Linked DNA regions of Mus musculus: regions 1, 3 and 4 are each linked to region 2. Evidence: chromatin contacts called from public promoter capture Hi-C data. All regions are on one chromosome and are shown on one strand. The core of a region is the stretch at or near the end of the contact, and the rest is flanking DNA. Distances in the headings are between cores, read along the strand shown. Region 1 holds the start of Psma6 (proteasome subunit alpha 6). Region 2 holds the start of 2700097O09Rik (RIKEN cDNA 2700097O09 gene). Region 3 holds the start of Snx6 (sorting nexin 6). Region 4 holds the start of Nfkbia (nuclear factor of kappa light polypeptide gene enhancer in B cells inhibitor, alpha).

What was found. Capture Hi-C pulls out chosen DNA fragments and counts their contacts.
Region 1: a contact with region 2 is called in a promoter capture Hi-C map of adipose tissue. The contact joins the promoter of Psma6 here to the promoter of 2700097O09Rik in region 2.
Region 3: a contact with region 2 is called in a promoter capture Hi-C map of adipose tissue, with 2.5 times the contacts expected there. The contact joins the promoter of Snx6 here to the promoter of 2700097O09Rik in region 2. A contact is called at or near these places in 9 of 39 promoter capture datasets (the 3T3-L1 cell line, the C10 cell line, cranial neural crest and 5 more), 1 of 15 datasets of contacts at CTCF or cohesin (the NIH/3T3 cell line), 1 of 484 Hi-C or Micro-C datasets (bone marrow-derived macrophages), 17 of 115 datasets of contacts at active chromatin or transcription factors (the 230-238 cell line, bone marrow-derived macrophages, cardiomyocytes and 12 more) and 3 of 9 other capture datasets (adipose tissue, liver and pancreatic islet).
Region 4: a promoter capture Hi-C map of liver shows a contact between it and region 2, with 3 times the contacts expected there. The contact joins the promoter of Nfkbia here to the promoter of 2700097O09Rik in region 2. A contact is called at or near these places in 4 of 39 promoter capture datasets (the C10 cell line, embryonic stem cells, liver and 1 more), 1 of 15 datasets of contacts at CTCF or cohesin (the NIH/3T3 cell line), 2 of 115 datasets of contacts at active chromatin or transcription factors (memory CD8 T cells and stem cell-derived neural progenitor cells) and 3 of 9 other capture datasets (adipose tissue, embryonic stem cells and liver).

Annotation. Positions count from the first base shown.
Region 1 is chr12:55,397,444-55,400,349 of GRCm38.p6, reverse strand. Psma6 (proteasome subunit alpha 6) reads right to left here and starts at 1,525. Exons shown (of 7, transcript NM_011968.3): 1 at 1,359-1,525. The coding sequence starts at 1,434.
Region 2 is chr12:55,078,719-55,081,547 of GRCm38.p6, reverse strand. It overlaps 2700097O09Rik (RIKEN cDNA 2700097O09 gene), which reads left to right and starts at 1,438. Exons shown (of 8, transcript NM_028314.2): 1 at 1,438-1,567. The coding sequence starts at 1,471. It overlaps Srp54a (signal recognition particle 54A), which reads right to left and starts at 1,052. Exons shown (of 16, transcript NM_011899.4): 1 at 812-1,052.
Region 3 is chr12:54,794,135-54,797,060 of GRCm38.p6, reverse strand. Snx6 (sorting nexin 6) reads left to right here and starts at 1,399. Exons shown (of 14, transcript NM_026998.3): 1 at 1,399-1,413; 2 at 1,560-1,607. The coding sequence starts at 1,408.
Region 4 is chr12:55,491,388-55,494,146 of GRCm38.p6, reverse strand. Nfkbia (nuclear factor of kappa light polypeptide gene enhancer in B cells inhibitor, alpha) reads left to right here and starts at 1,500. Exons shown (of 6, transcript NM_010907.2): 1 at 1,500-1,847; 2 at 2,369-2,477. The coding sequence starts at 1,621. It overlaps Gm36634 (a long non-coding RNA gene), which reads right to left and starts at 852. Exons shown (of 3, transcript XR_381610.3): 1 at 1-852.

The sequences.
Region 1 (2,906 bases), core at 276-2,775, 320 kb before region 2:
GCCTGCAAGGCCTGACCTCTGCACACTCTCCTCCTTGCTCACACTGCTCTTTCAGTTTTTTTCTCAGCAACGCCTACCTCATGCCCTGAGTAAAAGAGGGAAAGCAACAACTCAAACAATAATCTAAGCATATAGGTGAGTAGAACTCCATTTATAGGCCAACTCTAGGATTTCCAACCAAGATAGTATGACTCTCCTTGTCAAGACACTGAGATAAAAAACTTCAAAATAAAATTATCATGGACCAGATGTATGTCTCGCCCTTCTGACACTAAGTTTTCTATGGCAAGAGCTTAAAAGTCTGTCCTATAATCCTAGACCAAACCCTGCCGCGACTTCAACTTACCAAAATGTATTGTTACATGGAGTAACTGATGCTAAGTTCAGGTTTCCGTCCATTAAAGCTGTTCCTTTAGTAAAGACTAACACACCGTGCCTCAACTAGACTGAGAACCAGTTTTTAAACTATAGAAGCATTCTTACAGGTGGGGGTTAAAATCGGGGTGCCAACTTCAAGAGGAGTTCATTGCTGTTCTTTTATTTCTCAGTTGTGAACTTTGCATATACTGAACTCTTCTCTTTTTATTCGTTTGGTTTCCTGTCACTTCCTTTAAGCAGTCAGCTTCAGTAGGGACGAGTGACATTGATCTCTTTTCTAGAACCAGCAGTGTCTGGTAGGGCTTTACACACTTGTATAGAGTTGACCACAAAGCAAGTCATCTATCTATACTGCAGAGGAGGGTTGAGGGTGTGTGGTGTGTGTGCATTTAAGTTGGATGGTTAAAGAACCAACCACTCTCAGCGAAGGGAAGACTCAGGCTCCAGGTAGACTGATGCTAAACAGTGCTTCTCAACATGTGGGTCGCGACCCCCAGTACCAAAACCTTCTCACAAGGTCGCCTAAGACCATCTGAAAAAACATTACCGTTCATTGAAGTAAAAAAACAAAAAAACAAAAAAAACATAGTTTTGAAGTAGCAACGAAAACAAATTTATGGCTGAGGGTCATCACAACGCGAGGAACTGGATTTAAGGGGCGCAGCATTAGGAAGATTGAGAATCGCTGAGCTACGGGGGACTCCGAAAGGCAGAAGGCGGGCATCACAGTGCAAAGCCCTACTGCTTTGTGTCTGGCCAGTAAGGCGCTCCTGAAGAGCACTACGCTTCGGTTTCAGCCTCCAAGCCCGCTTGCAGACCGGGCTGGGAAGACGAGAGCGGGCCCGACCTCGATCCTGCTGCTTTCCTGGCTCAGGCCCTTCTCCGAGCCCCCGAACCATCCTCGGGCCGCGTCCGCTCGCTCCAGGCCGAAGCATGACAGAGCAATTCGGAGGTCCCGCAGGAGGCCCTGAGTCACTCACCTACTTGGTAGAGTCGGCCCTCGGGAGAGAAGATAGTAATGTGACGGTCAAAACCGGCGCTGGAACCCCGGGACATGGCGTTCCTGCTATTTTAAACACAGTCTGCACCCCGTAGCACACACACCAGGGACCCAAGCCCCCTCCCGGAAGTTATGGCTACTGCTTCCGGAGCACCGGCGGAGCTGCTTCCGCTCTGGTGAGGGACTGGCGGTGTTTCCGGTGGGGACGGGACGTCCCAAAGCACTGCCCCTGAGTAGGCGGGCCCTCGCGCGCCCGGCCTGCGGTCCGCGGGCTTCCGGGTGGTGGCTCTGGGTCGCAGCCGGCCGTTAGTGCGTTCTGGAGATCAGAGTGGCCAAAAGAGGAAGTTTTCAAGGTGCCTGCAGTTGTCCTTTGCCTACTTGTGACCTCTGGAGACAGTATGGTCACCGCGTTCGCAGTCAGTTTGGGCGCCTGTACTTGCTCTCCTGTCTTCCCGGAGTCTGGCTTTGTTCTTCCTAACCTTCATTTTACCAGCCACTTCTCTTCCTACGTTTTGGGGGAGAAAGGAATGCAACAGCCACCCTTAAATGTAGGGCCTGAAAGAGGGTTAGTGGAAGAAGCCACTGGAAATAACAAAAGTTTTCTTCTAGTCTGGCAAGACTTTCCTTTGGACAGCGGCCCAGAGATGGGAACTTGAGAGGTTGAGCAGTCTTAGTTGATGATGAGCAAGATCGTTGCTGGTGGCTGGATACCGGAGAGTAATTCCAAGGCGGCGAAGCAACTCCTGGAAAACTGGTGGTTTTTCAAACTGTAAAATTCTGCACATTGTGCACCCTAGGGCACAGCCCCTATTTAGTGAATATAAAAATCGAAGCATATTATTAAGCTATTCCCCCCTCCCTAAATAAAAGTTTTGTTTACAGCAATATTTATAACAATTTACTGATGTAATACTGAAATATTCAGATCTGTGGCGTTCTCTCTAAAAGCACCCATTTTAAAGCAAAACATTTGAAGAGATTCTTCATAAGGAAGTTTTAATTTCTCGAGCTAATTTTTTTCTTCCTTTAGAAAAAAATATAAGCCAGGTGTGGTGGGACACATCTTTTATCCCAGCACTTGGAAGGCAGAGACATCTCTGGGTTCAAGGCTAGCCAGATCTACAGAATGAGTTTCAGGACACAGTAAGGCTACACAGGAAAAAGAAGGCTGTCTGGGGGTGGGGGTAGGGTGTACAACATCCAAGATTGAAACACGGGTTAAGAAAATAGCCCATGTAAGCAGCCGCTCTGGAACACCCGGTACTTTCCAGCTTCAATTCCCAAGTGTGCTGATAAGAGCTGCTGTCCCTTGGTTCTAGCTCAGGTCCTTACATCAGGATTAACTCCTGACCTTTGCGTACTTTTCTCAGTCTTCCCAGCCAAGTGTACTATAACACCTACAGTTTGCCTGAACAGTCACGGAGAAGTTCTCTGTAAGACTGCTAGGGGAAGCCCTCTGTTAGTACCTTAGAATCCAGATGTCTCATATCTAGGGCTGCACTGCACTGTCCATTGAAGCTGAATTTTC
Region 2 (2,829 bases), core at 189-2,688:
TTCTGCACTGATGCAGCTATGTCATTGGAACTATATTACTTAACCCTCTTCTATCCTTGTAAGCCTATTAGGAAATTAAGGGTAGCCTTCAAAAGCAAATGACTCAGACAAATCTCTTAAGGGGCACATTAACTGTCATCACTGTCCTGTGTCTCTTTTGGCCTAACTAGAGTCGGGCTATATTATATACTTATAGCCTTTTTCATCCTCTGTACTGCTAGAATCTTCATGTTAGGAGCACTGTCCTTCATTACTTTATCTCTTCAGCTTAAAAAGAGAAAACAAGAAAAGAAAGCCTCAAAAAAAATTGTTCAAATGCATATCTAACAACTAAGTGAAGACTGGTAACCGAAAAGCTGATTAAGAAAGTTTCAACAACAAAAAATACATTGTCACTAGCTTCGACTTATTAAAGTCCTTAGCACATCTTATCACTGTCGCGGAACTAAAAGTTCTGAACAATATGCTAACCAACATGTTAGTAAACACTAAAAGATAGGAAAATAAACCCTAGTATATGTCAAAAGGCTTTGGGGAAATAGCTTTATCTAAATTCTTGTTCGGGAATGCCTTCCATGAGCCAAGCCTACCAATGCTTACTTATTTGGCTCGGGTAAATCTGAAGACAAATTAAAAGGGTAGCAGCGCAGCGTTTGGTAAAGCTTGCAGTGGAGGGCAAGAGTAAAATAAAAGTGTCAGTGCACCTCAGCCTCGGCGATCACTGCCCGTGGCCACCCGGGAAGACTTCCGCAGAAGCGGCGCTCTAACTAGGGGTTCCCAGGGCGGAGCGAGGAAAACCCCCCACACTCACCGCAAAAGGCGCCACTAAAGCCGTGGCCCCACAGGGCCGGCGAGCCCTTAGCGAGGCCCCACGCCGCCGAAGGAAACCCAGGAACGCTGGAAGCTGAAGGACAGGGACGGAGCCCGTCGCCCAACTTCCCAGCTCCAGAAACTAGGGGCCCAGCGCCCAACACAGTGAAGCCAACTCCCACCAGCTGGAACACCGACGACTGCCACCGAACCTTCCGCCCAATGAGGAGACGTCATCACTCGGCGGAGTTCAGCCCTTCGTGAAAACACACTTCCGCTTCCGGGGCACAAAGCCCCGCGTCTACGGCTCCCCCGAAAGGATAGAAGGGGTGTTTCTTTGCTGGAGCTGACCTTTGACCTTAGTGTTCTCCCTGTACGTCACTGCCGCGGCAAGCTAGCAGCGAGACAGGACCTCCTCGGGTGCGACCTCGAGGAAAAGTCAGGACTTAGGGGAAAGCGACTACGTGAAAGAGTGCAGAACTCCGCAAGGGCGCGCGGCCTAGGGCTTCTGAAGCCGCGGGAGGCGGGGTCCCGGAGGGGCGGGGTTTGGCGTTTCGGCTCTCGGGATTGGACGATCTGAGGAGGGCGGGGTCGCAGCGCGCGTGTCTGGCTGCGCGTGCTCAGTGAGAACCTGCTCTTGGCTTGTCCGCGCACTTCGCCATGGACTTTCAGTCCGCTCGGAGAGCTGTACTTCAGTTGCTCGGAACTACGGCTCCCGCAGATGTCCCGGCACTGCTCCACTGGATGAGGACTACCCGTAAGCAGTCATGGCTAGAGCCTGGCAGTTGGCTGTTGGATTTAGTCTTTGGGTACCAGGGAGGGGCGGGGCTAGGCACCAGGTCTCTTGGTCGCTGCATACCCTACACCTAGTCATCAGACTGCATTTTAGGATTCGATACCTGAGAATCAACTTTAGGTGGTTTGTGATTCCGGTGCTGATTTTGGGCAAGCTTCTAGAACCTCTTTGTTCAATTACTCGTACAGGCCGATACTACTTGAAAAAGCTCTGTGCAAGAAAGGTTTTAGGCTGTGGAGTTATCCTCAAGGCAAATAAAATCACATATACCTAGTACATTTATCTTATACATGGTAAAATAGACCAATTAATAATCTTCCATGGTATGGGGAAGAAAAAAAACACTTCTTTTTAAACTGTTAATAGTTAATATGAAAACTCACAAATTAGAATCGAGGAAATGAGGTGATTAGATCTAGTTAATGGATGAAACTTTTCTTTAGCAAAAAAGGTAAAGCCTAGTGAACGCACTGTTTTAGTTATATACTTGTCTCTTTTTGAGAACTCTACCAATGTATGCTATTCTGAAAAACACTAATCCCCAAGGTTACTTTCATTCAGCTCCTTAAAGTGTTCTTATTTGATAAGACCTTCAGTATATTTTTAATTTTTGAGGCAAGGTCTCATCTAGTCCTGCTAGACCTCCAAGTTAACAGAGTATGACTTAGAACTCTGATCCTCCTTCGTCCATCTCACCTGCCCTGGTGCTGAAGATCAAACTCAGGCCTGTGCTCTGCCTACTGAGCTACACCCTCAACTCCAGCTTCCACTTTTAGATCTTCAACCTCTGACCTTTTAGGAAAAATATTCTTGGTGTAATTCAAGAATTGTTGAAGGTTTTGAGAGATTATTTTAAGTGAGGTACCAAACTAAAGATTGCTTGAGGCATATGATAGCTAAGTGTATCTTGGGAATGCAGGAACCCAGGCAGTACTCTGTGGTTATATACACATATAAGAATAGTGCTTCAAGATGGGAATTTACAAAATAGGGTTTTTTTGTTTGTTATTTTATGTATATGAGTACACTGTCGTTGTCTTTAGACGCACCACAAGAGGGCATCAGATCCCATTACAGAATGTTGTGAACCACTCACTATGTGTTTGCTGGGAGTTGAACTCAGGACCTCTGGAAGAGCAGTCAGTGCTCTTAACTGCTGACCCATCTCTCTAACATATTAGGTTTTTTTTAAAGACATGGTCTCACTATAAACATGTTGTCTT
Region 3 (2,926 bases), core at 150-2,649, 280 kb after region 2:
GCCCTGTAGTAGATATTTGAGATGCTGAGAGCCTGGAGGCTGGCCAGCATGTGCACTTTGGTCATTTCAGACTTTTTGTTGATGATAAAGGGCAATGGAATCTCTCTGTAACTGCTTCTTGGCTGAAATTAGGGTGTCATTGTCAGAGCCAGGAAGGCTGAGATGCTAGTAAGGCCAGGGGTGGAGAGAAGATTCACACCAGCAGATCGTTATTTACATGTATATGTGTAGGAAGGGAGGTGGAGAAAATGAGTCAATTGCAGACACGGTGGTATTTGTTTGGATGTGAGGCATGAGGAGATGAAGGATCTGAAGAGGACAAGTCGAAACCAGGCTTGGACCTTGAGAGTGATGATGTCATTAAGTGGAGACACAATAGTCCGGGCGGTGGTGGCACACGCCTTTAATCCCAGCACTTGGGAGGCAGAGGCAGAGGCAGGCAGATTTCTGAGTCAGAAGCCAGCCTGGTCTACAGAGTGAGTTCCAGGACAGCCAGGCCTATACAGAGAAACCCTGTCTCTAAATAAATAAATAAATAAATAAATAAATAAAAGTGGAGACACAGCTTTGCTTGAGTGATCCTTTGTAGAAGTGAAGTGTGGTAAGTTAGAAATGATTATTTTTATAAAATTTATTTATTTATTGGTTTTGTGTGTGTGAAAGGACAATCTGCAGTACCATTCTACCTTGTGGGTCAGTCCTGGGGCTTGAACTCAGGCCTCTAGGCTTAGCAGCAAGTACTTTTCCTCACTGCTAAACCAACATGCTGGCCCAAGGGATTATTTTCTTGAAGCATCTGTGGATGCTCCTTTCCTGCTACTCAGCTGGACAGTTAGATCAGGTCTGGCGATTGTTTCTTAGTATACAGGCAAGGAATACTCTTGTAATGAGAACGGCTCTGTTTTTATAGTGCTCGGTCATTAGCACCCCAAACTGAGGTAGTTATTACTTCCCCAGCAGTAAAAGCTTGATTATAGCCCCTGTCTGCTTATTGTGTGAAGGCTTTTGGCTCCTGAAACTTCCACAGGCAATATGGTATTAATGGTGATTAATCATCATGTAACTCAATACAAAGACAAGAATATTTACTGTGACTTCCTGGGAGTACTGGTACAGTTTTTTAGGGGCCCTCGGGGGCAAGAGACGTGGACCGTTCTCCGGGTGGCCCTGGGGCCTTCCCAAGCCTGAGCTCGCCAGCAGTGAGCAGCGACTATCGCTCTGGGCCAACCCTCCCTCTTACCTGGAGCAAAGGACCCTGCGTCCTTTCCCCTTCAGGGACTGCTCCCCCTCCTAGAGCGGGCGGGGGGCGGGGCTGGCGCTCGGCTCCGCCCTCCGCCCCACCCGCGCGGCCGACTAGGTTCGTGGCCTTGCTTGTGCGACTGCGCGAGCCCTGGACTCGAAGCAGCCATGATGGTGGGTGTTCACGGCGGCGCCGAACTCGGGGCGCGCGGTGGGGGCGGCGGGCGCGGGGACGGCGCGGGCTGGGCGCTAATGTCTCTCTTTGTGTCTCCCCCTTTCCCTGCCTCCCCTTCGGTGTGCTGGGCCCGCCGACCCCACAGGAAGGCCTGGATGACGGCCCCGACTTCCTCTCGGAGGAAGACCGCGGAGTAAGTTGTGTCTTCTGTGGTCTCGACCCTCGGTCCCTCCCCCGCCGTGGCCCGAGAAGGGGTCCAGGCTGCGCTGCCGCCCTGGGTCGCCCTCCCGACCTCCGCGACGCGCGCCCCGCCCTTCTGCAGCCCTTCGTCCCTGGGGTCGGGCGCTTCTCGGTTCCGCTGGTCCCGTGGCCGCTTTCTCGCCCTAGGTGGGCGATCCAACCCTGTGCTGAGCTTGCTTTTCCCAGGCCCCGCTGCAGGTGGGGTGGCCGGGTTGGAACGCCCCCATCCTTGACTCTCTGGGCCACGAAACCCATTTTCAGACCTTCCCGGTGGTACCGTCAAAATCTTTCTGTGGCTTTCTGGAACCTCGTTTCTCCTTTCTCTGCTGAATGGTATGGATTTGGTCTAAATTTACTCTTTTGTAATGATTTTTTTGCAATCAGCAAATCTCAGTTTTGCCCTAAAAGATTTTTAAAGAACGGGTCGCTTTCAGTATCTTTACTTTTTCTAGTATATTCCTCAATCCCCATCCTTTTCAGGATTCTCTCGATATTGTCTCCCATCTCTAGCTCATGTTAAGGTATGACTTACAAAATAATAATTTATATAAAGATGTACAGCGTGATATTTTGATGCGTGTAGAGGTTGTGAAATAATTACCATTGTCAAGTTAATGAACACAGACCTCACTCGGGACCTTACTCAGGTACCTTCATTTTCTTTTTTGAGGAGAGCACTTGGTCTGCTCTCAGCAGAGTTTCAAGTATCCATTATTATTAGTCACTCCACTGTACATTAAGTATCCAGAACTTAAAACTGAAAGTTTGTATCCTTTGACCACTCTCCCCCCTCCCCGCTTCCTGCCCCTTGTTCAAAGGTCTCATTTCTCGCTCCCACTGCATCCCCCCAGCAGCACTCCATTTGTCTTAGTGAAAGATAGCATTGCATGTAGAGCCTTGTACAGGTGCACTGTTACTAATGTATGACTGCCACTAAGCAAAGTTTCATTGTCACCATTTTATCACTCAGCAGCTCACACTTGTCCAGAAACTTGGTTTGAAACAAGTTTCCTTGTACAAAGCAATTTTTTTCCTGCCTCCCAAGTGTGGATGTGGTGCATGCCTCCTAGCCTAGTTTTCCTTTTGTTTTCTATTTTGCGGCTACTTATCCATCCTAGAAAATGTGAGAGATGCAGGTGTTAGTGGATTCAGGATAGATGGTAACCGTGCAGGATATTGTTGTTGGTAAGAGATTCTTTGTCTGTGTGGTGGGTAGGTGCAACTGTGTACAAACAAGTTCTGTAGAGGTCAGACAGTGTCAGACCCCAGAGG
Region 4 (2,759 bases), core at 251-2,750, 410 kb before region 2:
AAAGGTTAAGTGACTTCTCCAACTAATGTATTTAATGAAAGGCAGAGCGTGGAATTGAGATGTCCTGCTCATGATCAATCTCACTATGTCCCACTCAATTACACTTGCAGATCCAACTTGCCACTGAGAGGAAAAGGAGAATTCGCTGAGGAAGTTTTAACTTTAACCTGGCCCTTACTGTCTGGAGGCTTTTTGGTTTTTCCTGGATTTTGAATCTTTTCCCTCAGTGTCTTCACATGCATACTCAGGGGGAGGCGCTGGAATTCCAAAGAGAGGAAAGCTGACATAAGGCTCATTAAGAAAAAGATCATTCACATCTCACCAGAAATCTATGCAGAACTAGAGAGGCCTCCTGGATCTGGTCTGACAAACTCTGATCCACGTTGCTTTAATTTTCCCTAAGTAGGGGTGGGGTGGAAGTAACATTTGTACTTTTGCCGGTTAAACTAGAGGCTCACAGGCCCAAATCCCTTTCTTGGGGGAGCAGCTACCCATAATGCCGCGGTCCCTTGGGAGCAAGGAAGCTGATAGAAGCAGCAGGTTTCAGATGGGGTCTGTGTTAGGACTATCTTGAGCCTCCTGCAGGATACCTCACAGTTACTTTTTTAGCTATGTTTGAGAGGCCAGCCTTGGCTAGGGCACTAAGTCAATTGCTCTGCTAGGCATTCACAATAAGCTCCGGCTTCATTCTCTGCAACAAGTTAACTCCGACAGCAAGAACGCAACAGTTGCGGTTGCAAGGAAACTACAACTTCTACTAAGATTAACAGCTTGCATTACTTGGGGAAAAATGTGGTTCCCATACGGAGCTAGGATTTGCCCCTCCCCCGGGGGGGGGGGCAAGATTATTGACCCCTAGGAAATAATCTAGGGGTTCTCCAAGCTCTTGGTTTTTGTTGGTGGTGGTGGTGGTTTTGTTTGTTTTAATGCCAAAGTTTTTACAGCTTCATGGAGTAGGAGTGAAGGACAGCCAAATGTCCCTGCATTGCAAAGGGCCTGGAACAGACAAAACACAGCCGGCCCCGGAACCACTCATATGTCCGTCGTCGCAGAAATTTAGGAGAAGCGAATCCCTGCACCTAGCCAGCGTTTCCACTCTTGGGTTTTCAAAAAGATCAAAAACCGGAAAAGACCTGCAAACTGGCAAATCGCTAAGAGGAACAGCCTAGCAGGTCTGCGTCCTTGGAAGCTGCGCAGCTTGGGACCCCAAACCAAAATCGCCCGGTGGGAAACCCCAGGGAAAGAAGGGTTCTTGCAGAGGGCTGGGGTTACTGAGTGCAGGCTGCAGGGAAGTACCTAGAGGGAGGGGGCCTGGTCGGGAGGACTTTCCAGCCACTCAGGGCTCATCAAAAAGTTCCCTGTGCATGACCCCAGTGGCTCATCGCAGGGAGTTTCTCCGATGAACCCCGGCCCTGGGTTTAGGCTTCTCAGTGGAGGACGAGCCAGTTCTTTTTCTAGTCTGACTGGCTTGGAAATTCCCCGCGCCTGACCCCGCCCCTGAGAAATCCCCTGCCAGCGTTTATAGGGCGCCGCGGCGGCGCTGCCGAGCCCACAACAGTCAGACCTCGCCAGCCAGCCGCCAGCAGCCTGCAGCCTGCACCCGCTCAGCCCCGCACAGCCATGTTTCAGCCAGCTGGGCACGGCCAGGACTGGGCCATGGAGGGCCCGCGGGATGGCCTCAAGAAGGAGCGCTTGGTGGACGATCGCCACGACAGCGGCCTGGACTCCATGAAGGACGAGGAGTACGAGCAAATGGTGAAGGAGCTGCGGGAGATCCGCCTGCAGCCGCAGGAGGCGCCGCTGGCCGCCGAGCCCTGGAAGCAGCAGCTCACGGAGGACGGAGACTCGTAAGTGGCGCCGGGCACCGGTGGGGGTCGCGCGGGGCCTGCAGCGCGCTCGGGGTTCTGCACGGCGAGGGCGCCGGGGTTGCGGGGCGCCGGGGCTGCGGCGGGCCGCCTGTCTTCCCCCCTCCCCCTCCTCCCCTGTCCCCGGACCCGGAGTCGCCGAGCGCAGGCCGGGGGGGGCGGGGCGGCAGCGGCGGCGAGGACGCAAAGTCCCGGCCTGGCAGCGGTGGCGCGCAGCCGCCGGGCGCCGCGCGGCCGCGAGGGGAAGTACAGGGCGTTCCGGGCGGCGGAGGGCGGGCCGGTCTGGCCGGCGCCCGCCCGGAGGGGGTGGGGCACGGAAAGTCCCTGGGCGGCTGCCAGGAACACTCAGCTCATAATAACCTCGCGGAAAACACCGCGGCCGCGGCCTCCAGAAACCCCGGCCTTGCGCAATCCCCCCTCCAACCCCACCTCCAGCCCGCGCCTCCCCCCCCCCCACGCAGTGTGCTCACCACCCCTCGGGGGGTTTCCCTGTCATCCCTCAGGTTCCTGCACTTGGCAATCATCCACGAAGAGAAGCCGCTGACCATGGAAGTCATTGGTCAGGTGAAGGGAGACCTGGCCTTCCTCAACTTCCAGAACAACCTGCAGCAGGTGCGCTGCTTGCTTGCCCCGCGGGTGCCCTCTTTGACCCCTTGGTGGAGTCAGATGTAGCACGGTCGCCCCCAAAGCGTTTCTAAATTAATAGTCACTTAGTTCTTATCTGCCTTGGCCTTTTGCATTCAAATCAGCCAACGTCTTAGAACCAGAAGAAAAATCCCTTGGGTTTAGTGAGGTCTTTATGACCCACCTAGGGCCTCCTGTTTGCCTGATCTCCTAAGAGACAAATGGGAGGATCAGATTCCATAGCGGGAGGTGTCTGGGGTTCAGGAAACT